Linked DNA regions of Mus musculus: region 2 is linked to region 1. The links are chromatin contacts, called in public HiChIP or PLAC-seq maps. All regions are on one chromosome and are shown on one strand. Each heading gives the region's core, a stretch centred on a gene start, on an enhancer-like site or on the middle of the called end of the contact. The rest is flanking DNA. Distances are from core to core; before and after follow the strand shown. Region 1 overlaps Gask1a (golgi associated kinase 1A). Region 2 has its middle 21 kb from the start of 9530059O14Rik.

Region 1 (4,833 bases), core at 862-3,361:
GTGGAGCAAGCCATGAGAAGCAAGCCAGGAAGCAGCATCTTCCATGACCCCTGCATAAGCTGCTCCTTCCAGGTTCCTGCCCTGACTCCCCTCAGTGATGGACTGTTAGTTACGAGGGTAAGCTAGATGAACCCTTCCCCCCAGTGACCCTAAGACTTGGTCTTCCTTCACTTTTGTCATTAGCTGTTCCTGGACATCTCATCTCCCTGTGGCCATCAAAGACAGGACCTTTCCTTCCAGCATCCATCCATGATGGCTTCTCATTGGCTATGGAGGGGCTGTGTGTGATTTCTATGTGGTCATCTTGTTACTCTCCTCTACTAACTTCATGATATCCTCCACCCATATGCGCATGGGCAGTTGGACAGGGCGCGGACATGCTGAGGTCAGGGGTTGCCAACTTTTGAAGTTGCATTCCTCAGGTGCCTGTTGAATGTATCGGCCTGGAGCTGGCCACCTAGGCTTTCCTGGCAGGCAGGTGATCCTGGAGATCCAGCCCCTTCCCCGGTATTACATGAAGAAGCACGCGCCAGCGCGCCGAGTGCATTTGTTGGCTTATTTGTTTTAAATTTTGTGTGTGTATGCATGTATATGTGCATATGTATACACATGTGCATGTGTGTATGCATGTATGTGTGCATATGTATACACATGTGCATGTGTGTATGCATGTATGTGTGCATATGTATACACATGTGCATGGGTGTATGCATGTATGTGTGCATATGTATACACATGTGAATGGATGTATGCATGTATATGTGCATATGTATACACATGTGCATGTGTGTGCCTATGTATATGTGCATATGTATACACATGTGCATGGATGTATGCATGTATATGTGCATATGTATACACATGTGCATTGTGTGCCTATGTACATGTGCATGTGTGTGCCTATGTATATGTGCATATGTATACACATGTGCATGTGTGTGCCTATGTATATGTGCATGTGTGTGGGTGGGTGGGGGCCCTGATCCATGAGGAATTTACTCTCTGAGAAAGGTAATGTTCCTATGAAAGAAAGAGTGAATCTCACTCCCAGCAAATATTGGGACACTTGGGCTGCCAAGTAGAAAAGAAATCAAGGAGGGTCCCAGCTAAAGGGTGTGGGCCAAAATAATACCAGACATTTCTTCTGAAATCCGTCTGGCTTGGCCCAGAAGCCAGCTGAGTCTAGTCAGAGGAATAGGGCCACCCACACCCTGTGCTGCACCCCTGCCTGGCCTTCCAACTCTGTCAGATGGGCCTGTGGCCTTCTTTGGCCAACTGCAGTGTCTTGTCCCACCCAGATATTCTGCTTGGGATGTAATAGAGCCAGGCCTTTCCTGAAACCAGGTGGTGGGTATGATGGGCCAGCCAGTGACTACAGGCCTCCTTGGGGACTCTGTGACCTCAGGCTTTCTTGAAGACTCTGTGACCTCAGGCCTTCTTGGGGACCCCATGATCCTCAGGCCTTCTTGGTGAACCTGTGTCTTCAGGTCTCCTTGGGGACCCTGGGTCCTTGGGCCTCCTTGGTGACCCTGGGTCCTCGGGCCTCCTTGGGGACACTGTGGTCCTCAGGCCTTCTTTGGGACCCTGTGGTCATTCTTCATGCTTCATTCTTTCATTCTTGTGTTCAGAGACCTCACTACGTCTCAACTTGTGTCAAATGCATTCTGGGTCCTGGGGTCAGACTGTTTAAATTACTTACTTGTTTTATTTCAGTCATCTATTTTCCCATCCAAGAAATTATAGCCCTGAATGCCAGAGAATATATGCCTGCCACATGGCCTGTCCTCATGGTCAGAGCCAGTCTTCCTGGCTTCAAATCCAGGGATCGCCATTTGTAGCAATGTGGCCTTCAGCACAGTAGCCAGTCTCCCTCCATGGATAACTCACTGTCCTCTTCATAATTGGAATGGGGGTCCCTCTTGGCTGCCTTGAGGGACCCAGTGTGCTGTACTGGGTAAAGCTCCCAGCGTGGCACCTACACAGCCTGAGCTTTTAGGGCCTTCATTAACCAAACGCTCCAGGTTGAATTACAGTTTGCAGCACAGCCGGGCTGGCTCTGTGTTCTGGAACCACATGGAATCATCATTTCTTTGGATGACTTCTCATTTTTTTCAAAGAGTGGAGGAAGGGCCAAGTCCTGAAGGAATGTGAGCTGCTGCTGGAGCTGATGGGGAAACAAAGCAGACAGCGTGGCAGAATAATCAACCTGGCACCTCAGCGGGCACGCTCTTTCTGCCAGGCATCTAGGTGGGCATACATTTTAGAAGGCCAGTGTTGCCCGTGTTATGCTGGTTGGCAAATAAATGCTGCATAACGAGAAATCTGGATGGAGCAGCCCGAGACATGGTCAGGGAGGGCTTGGCAGGCGCAGAGGCCTCTGCTGGCTCCGACTGTGTGTTGAGGGAGGGCAGAGCATGGGCCAGAGCAGGCAGGGTTTCTGCTAGCCTGTCCTAATTTGCTTTCTATTACTGCAACAAACACCACGACAGAAATCAGCTTGGAAAGGAAAGGGTTTGTTCAGTCTTACAGCTGACAGTCCATCATGCAGGGCAGTCAGGGCAGGAATTCAAAGCTGGAACCTGAAGCAGAGGACATGGCAGAATGCTGCCTACCAGCTTGCTCCCCATGGCTTCCCCAGCCTAGTTCCTTATACAACAGGATGACCTGCCTGGAGGTGGGACCACCCATAGTGGGCGGGGCCCAACTTACATCTATCATTAATCAAGAAGATTTTGCCATAGACTCACCTATAGGCCAGTCTGATAGAGACATTTTCTCAATTGAGGGTCCCTCTTCCAAAATGACCCTAGTTTGTGTCAGGTTGGCAAAACAACAACCACCACCACAACACCCTAACCATACACCATTGCTCTGCAGATGCTAGGCCTGCATGTGGTCATATCACCAAAGTCCTTACTCCACACTGCACTCTGGGCTTTGGGCCTACTGCACTGAGGGAGCTGGGAAAAGCTTGCACCTCCTGAGGGGAACCTCTGGTCAGTGTGTCCCTGGAACTCTTGCCCCGCTTTAAATATACCCTCTGCCTATGTGATTCTCCTCTAGGATCTGAGGAATCAGGGCAGGAGGGAGAGTGTATGGTCAGGGGGCCCTGGGTCCATCTGCACTCTGTGACTGACAGTCTAAGAAACCTGTTGGTAAGGCTAGCAGACATGATTCAGTGGGAAGGGGGCTCCTGGGCAGGAAGTCTGGGTACATCTGATCAGTGTGCTGGCCCAAATAGCCCACACCCTCTCTGGGATACTGCCCTGCCTCCTGGAAGATCGGCAAGGGTGAGTCACTCACAGGGATCAAGGGATCCCCATCATGCTTATCAGGGATCGCTTGCTTTGCTCATCATGCCCATCATGGATCACTTGCTTTGGTCTTAGTCTTGTTAGGTAAGGCTGATGGAAAGGGTTCCAGAGAATTGAGGCCCATCACCCTGTGACTGTGGAGGCTGCACCAAGCATGGGTGGTGACCACATGGTCTATGCCTGTCATCAGCTGCTGCTCAGCCAGCAGGGCCTAAAACCTGATTCAGCTTTTGTGGACACCACCATCCTCTTTCCCTTTTCCACATCACAAATGGGGACCCAACATTAGGCTTCAACAACTTCATCAACTTCAAATCCAGCATTGTGTGTTCTCCTTTATGACCCCGGATGTGTCCGATCTCAGGGTGACATAGTTCCTGCCTTGTAGGTCTGCAGTGAGGAGGGAACAAGGTAGAGGTGGCAGGGCAGTGCTGGCCATCGGGGTGACATTCCTTCATACACCAGCAGCTCTGCAGCACCAACCTGCTGTCCGTCAACTCGGCCAGACACCGCCCGGGGTCCTTGTTGGGTCCTGGAGTCCTGGCTCTGGCAGCCTTCATGGGCTAAGCTTGGCCACCATTCCCACCATGCCAACTTAAGAGATGAGTTGTGGTAGTTAGCAGAGAGGAGCAGATATAGGGGTCCTGTGACCCCAAGTTCATCTTCAGGACACTGACGGAGTGTCAGGCTTAAACAGGTAAGGAATTAGGCAGAGGCCTTAGCAGAGGAATTAGCTGGAAGCCAGCACAGAGCTTATTGGCACTGACAGCCCCTAAAGACTATTCAGGAGTGGCCCTGGGCTGGAGTAGAGCCCAGCAAGCCAAGTGGCCTTGATGTTGGGTCTGGAGAAGACAGGTGCCATCCCAGCTTTCTCCGTAGGTCCACGACCGCCTGGATCGCTACTGCTGTGGCTTCGAGCCTGAGCCCTCAGACCCCTGTGTGGAAGAGGGTCTCCGAGAAAAATGTCGGAACCCAGAGGAGCTGCGGCTGGTCCACATCCTGGTATGTCTCCTGTGCATGCACAGTCCCTTGTCACATGAACACTGGGTATACCTCTCTCCTGCAGAGGATGCTCTTGATGCCTAGACACAAGGGCTCCCAATCTTCTCCCCCCCTGTGTACATGTATGCACACACGCACCTTCAGGTGAGTGCATGCGTGTGGAGGCAGCGGTTCTCATCAGGTGTCTTCCTCTATCCTTCTCACCTTATTTTTGGAGACTGGGTCTCTCATTGAGCTCAGAGCTTATCAATTCAGCTAGGCCAGCATTAACCCCAGGGACCCTCTTCTCTCTGTTCCTCACACTGGGGTTGCAGGAACTCACAACTTCACATGGATTTGCTACGAGGGTTCTGAGTTTTCAGGTCTCCATAAATGCATGGTAAGCCCTTTACCCACTGACCAGCTCCCCAGCCCTTTATAGACTTTTTTTTTTTTTTTTAAGTACTGGGGAATTCTGTCTTGCTGGTTTTAGCATGAAAAGGATTTAAGAAATGCTAAAGCCGCTTCCTATGAAATT
Region 2 (4,833 bases), core at 1,559-4,058, 620 kb after region 1:
CTGAAACCCCACAATTCTAGAAACATGGGACAGGAAGCCTTTCCCTTTTCATTGAGTCTGGCGCCCCACTGCCAGGTCTCCATTCTTGCTCCTGAGAAGGCTTAGCTGTAGAGAGTACTGTGTGGACCAGGTGAATCCAAGCTGCATGTCAAGGAGGGGTCTACACCACCAAGCTCATTTTAATCTACTCTTGGTTTGACAGGGTAATTCTGCCTCCCATGGATAGCACCAGAACTGAAATGGCCAACATGGCATGGTCTGGGTCGAAAGACCTGCCAAGGTTCCAGGTTTCCTGTGGAGTAACATCCTGGTGTGAACTGGGATGTTCCAAGCCTCTAGCACCCTGAAATCAGTGGACACAATCCTGGGGCATCACCTTTGTGTCATTTCACCTCTTGCGAAGCAGCTCCGTGACTCCCAATGCTTGCTGTAGTGGTGCAAATGTCAATCTGTATAAATATGGCCACACTGGGGCCTGCTTTGTTTTCCTTTCCAGCACTGATACTTTAATGTGGGATGGTGTCCATTTTTGTAATTATGTTGCTGCATCCTTAGGAGATACTCAGACAGCACCCTCAGGCTGAAGGTGCTACTGCCATGACAGCGTGGCAGCTCATGCCAAGCCTAGGCAATAGCATCTCAGGAAAGGAAGGACCAGGAGGCCAAGGGACTGAGCAGACAGACAAGACCCAGGGAACCATCTCTATCCCAGGACACCCCCAGTTAGCAGCCTCAAGCCCTGAGCTGGTTGGGCTTGCTACCTGGAGTTTCTCCACCAAGTTAGTCCATAAGTAGATCCACAGGCTCTTTCCACACGGGCCCTTTCTCTGTGTGCTAGGACTGTGGCACAGGCTCCAGGGACTGTGCACCCTGCACTATTTTGTGGGAAATAAAACTTGCAAGCCTAGCCTAGAGCCTATGAGCAAGCCACATGACAGAAAATGGATCTTGGCTTGCACTAAGGGACACAGAACTGGAGTCGAGTCTGTGCAAAGGCAGGTATAATTGATACAAAAAGAATGAAATGTTTGAGCAGCTGCAAGTTCCCCGAGCAATGCAAACGTCCCCGGTGCCACAAGGTTTCCACTGTAATTACCACAATAAACAGTTTCCTATAGAGGATAAAAATTCTAAGTCTGAGCAAGGTTACCTGTCTCCAGTACTGTGGAAATGGTAGGGTTTTTGTCTTACCTTAAAAACAAGTAATTTTTCTACACTTAAATTACTTAAATCACCAATTAAAAAGTTTATAATTGATATTTGTTCTCCCAATGAATTTAACCTCATGCAGAGTGCTCCAATTTCCCTTACAAAATGGTTTGTTGCATGAGATAGCGTGAGGGCTTATTTTTGTTCTCCTTCTAAGATGAGCTTTTATCTTTAATGGGGTCACAGACAACTGGGCGGTGGCTTTAATGATTAAAATAGAGATGATACCATAGTCCCACCTAGTTAAATGTATACCCTTTACAAAATTCTGTTGATTCTTTGTATTAACACTGTATTTTGTGAAAAACTTGATACAGCTTCTCCGGTGTCTTACAAGCAGCTGAGTAGGGACGTCAACCCTGGTGCCATAATACTGAGGCCAGTGTTTCATGAAAGAAGTTAAGTACATGTCTCGGCAGTCCCGAAAGATGTTCAGTTAGATGTTGGACACAGGAGTTCCACGGCCAACCTTGAATTAGAATGCCAATTGTCAAACAAGTTTTTTTTTAAGTGTGTGTGTGTGTGTGTGTGTGTGAGAGAGAGAGAGAGAGAGAGAGAGAGAGAGAGAGAGAGAGAGATGTTTAATTAGCAGTCTAATTATCTACCAGAGACTTAGAATCACAGTCCTTCGTCCTTCCTGGGAAGTGGGAAATGCTTAGATTTTCTATAGGAAGTACCTGTATATACAGAGACTGCTGGTTGATTTTAATGTTAAAATACATATAACCTAATCAGAAATACCAAGTGTGGAGTGTGTGTGTCCCTTGTCATTGCACAATGGTGACTTTTGTGCCTCATGGGGTACATTCCTCACATCCCTGCAGGCTGCCATGCCTGCCTTGTTCCTTATGAAGAAGACAGGAACCTAAGGTCTACCTCAGACCTGAGAAATTAAAATCTGCCCATGCGGGACAATCGTCTTTCAGTCCTAGAAGGAAAGCAGATACCATCTAGAGGAAATGCTGCTTCTCCTGAAGCGCTCCAAAGTAGATGGATATAAATGATATTGTTTGATTTCCATTGATTTCTTTTTCCTAGGGTTTTTTATTCTGTGGAGTCGGAGGAGTATGTGAGCTGACAGTGCTGGTGACTTTCTATTTTTATAAGAACTCAAGCAAATTCTAACATGTTTCCTGAACATTTTGGTTTTTTTTCAGGAAACCTGAATGAGAGAGCAGCACCCATCCATGGGAACAATGAGGCATTCTGCTTTGTCTGCCTATAGGAGCTGTGAGCTGTGCTCTAGCTAAGAAATGCCAGCCACCTCAGCACCATCTTTCTGCATTTCACAACAGCAACTTTTGTTCTAGGAGCCCAGGCTCTATATGTTCTCTGTACCTCAGTTCTTCTCTTCCCAGTTTTTCTCAAATGGATATATGCTTGCCAGAGGATGAATGAGAAAAATGGTGTGGTCTTGGGTATTTATTTCATGACACTGCCCACAGGGGCTCGCTGGCCTGCAGGCCAGATGCCAGCTACCAGCCCGTGGTTCCTCTGTGAAAAGAGCCTTTCAGCTCCTTCACCTCCTGGAGAGAGCTGATTTTCCAGCAGTCGAGCTTGATCGGGGTAAATAATTAGAGAGCTTGAGAGGGAGAGACATCACCCTAGTGCTGTGTGTGACGTAGCCAGCCCCTGTGACTCCAGGCTGACACAGTCTCACAGCTTTCTCTACAGCTGGGAGGGGGAGAGATGGGAGGGGGAAGACAGAGGGAGGGGGAAGCAACAACGAAGCTTTGCATTGCCTTGGAAAACCAAAAGAAACAGCTCCTGATCTGGTGTGGGGTGAACCTCCTCAACCTGCTCTTTTCTTCTGGAATCTGCGTGCACAGGGCCGTTACCTGGGCATACTGACTTATTTCACAGGTTTACTGGGCTGTTGGAATGTGCCGGACTCTGGGTGGTGTAGGCTGACCCTGAAGGGGCTAATAGCTTGTTGCCGAGCTTTTACAGGTATTCACTGAAAGCCACTTTTTAAGTACATTCACCATTTTTATGTGTATCTTTACAAATAACTGCTATTCTGAAACTTGATGGGTTTTATCCTGTCCTGCGTGGTATTTGTGAAAACTTTCTAAGGCAGTGTTCCTCAACCTTCTTTAACGCTATGACATTAGGAGCGAATATAGTTCCTCATGTTGTCGTGACCCACAACCAGACGATTATTTTTATTACTACGTCATAACTGTAATTTTGCTACTATTATGTTCTATCTGTGTTTTCTGGTGGTCTTAGGTGATCCCTGTGAGAGGGTCATTTGACCCCCATGGGCTCCATGGTGAGAAACTCTGCTCTAAGGCTTAGTGAAGGTCTCAGGTTTCCTCTGAACACTTTTACTGAAGCAGGCAAAACTGACTGCTGAGAAATAATAATTGGACAAGTGGCGTCTTGCTACTTATAAGAAAGATACAGTTACTCACAAATAATATGAAAAGAATATGACTTAAATAATTAAAATTCATAGCTACCACATGGTTGTATAATTACAAAGGCCCCTTAATAAACAGGATCCGAGCTGGAAAACATATAAAAGAAAGATCATAGCTTTGGGGGCTTCTCCTAAGCTAAATGAAACCCCCTGATCAGTATCAAGACATGAACAGCCAACTGGCTCCCTACCCAGGCTAGACTCTGATTTACTCACTGTAAGTCCCAGAATTAGTGGACCTCATCACAAGAGTCTTCCATGAAGGTGATGAATAAAGGCTGCTTTAGTCACCAGCTCAGCGAGCCCTGCTGCGTCCTGGGTTTGTGACAAGCCAGGATAGTTAGTCTAGGTCCATCTAGAGAGTAAATCACCCACTGTGATGAGCTTGGCTTTGTCACACTAAAATGTTTTTCTTGTTAAAGTGTATTCAGATCACATCTCCTCTATCAAGATTCTTTTCCTCCTTTCTGTCTTTCTTTCTTTCTTTCTTTCTTTCTTTCTTTCTTTCTTTCTTTCTTTCTTCTTCCTTTCTTCCTTCCTTCCTTCCTTCCCTGTATGTGTGTGTCCATCCACTAATTTATTAAAAAGTCAGTTTGTCTTGGAACTAAAAACAGCAATAGTTGGGTGATGTTAACCACCTACTTAACCAGCTTAGAAACGTCCTCCCTCTCCCCTTCCTCCTTTTCTCTACCATCCATCACTCCTTCCCTTCTTTCTCCTCTTCATTCTCTTCCCTCCCTCCTTTCTTCCTCTTTCTTCCTCCCTCCCTCCTTCCCTTCCTCTTTCCCTCCCTCCTTCTTCCCTTCCCAAGCCCTAGGTCTTTTGAAGGCTGCCCCGAGGCTGAGGTGTCAGAGAACTGGTCACCAGAAAAACAGGTCCTGGCAGGAAGGTATGCACACTGGGCATGAAATGTGGGAGAGACCAGGATGTCTTAGGTAGGGCATAGGGCAGCCTCTGGAGAACCCGGGAAAGCCTGTCTCACTGTAGTGGCACGTGTCAATACTGTGTCCTGGTGTCATCAGAGAAACCTCTAAGGGAAGCAGTATGCGGGAACCCTTGCTCCCTGTGCACTGGCTGGTCGGGCCCTAGCGAACAGCGGACAGCGTCTTTGTCTGCCTGCGCCCTGCGCTGTGCTTCCCATTGATTTTTAGCAACGCAGAGTTGCGCCCCCCCCCCATTCCGCCCCCTCCCCGCGTCTG

Evidence for each region. HiChIP or PLAC-seq counts read pairs in DNA pulled down with a chosen protein or histone mark.
Region 2: an H3K4me3 HiChIP or PLAC-seq map of forebrain shows a contact between it and region 1, with 5 times the contacts expected there. The contact joins two enhancer-like sites. A contact is called at or near these places in 1 of 115 datasets of contacts at active chromatin or transcription factors (forebrain) and 1 of 9 other capture datasets (embryonic stem cells).

Annotation. Positions count from the first base shown.
Region 1 is chr9:121,972,155-121,976,987 of GRCm38.p6, forward strand. Gask1a (golgi associated kinase 1A) reads left to right here. Exons shown (of 5, transcript NM_177743.5): 3 at 4,194-4,316. Among named protein-coding and RNA genes, the nearest start is that of Gm39463, 21 kb to the right of the region's middle. Within about 2 kb of position 2,112, at least 32 of the 459 cell types and tissues checked have an H3K27ac peak or open chromatin away from gene starts, as enhancers often do. A contact at or near this core is called in forebrain, where this site is marked.
Region 2 is chr9:122,590,608-122,595,440 of GRCm38.p6, forward strand. No RefSeq gene overlaps it. Among named protein-coding and RNA genes, the nearest start is that of 9530059O14Rik, 21 kb to the left of the region's middle. Within about 2 kb of position 2,809, at least 45 of the 459 cell types and tissues checked have an H3K27ac peak or open chromatin away from gene starts, as enhancers often do. A contact at or near this core is called in forebrain, where this site is marked.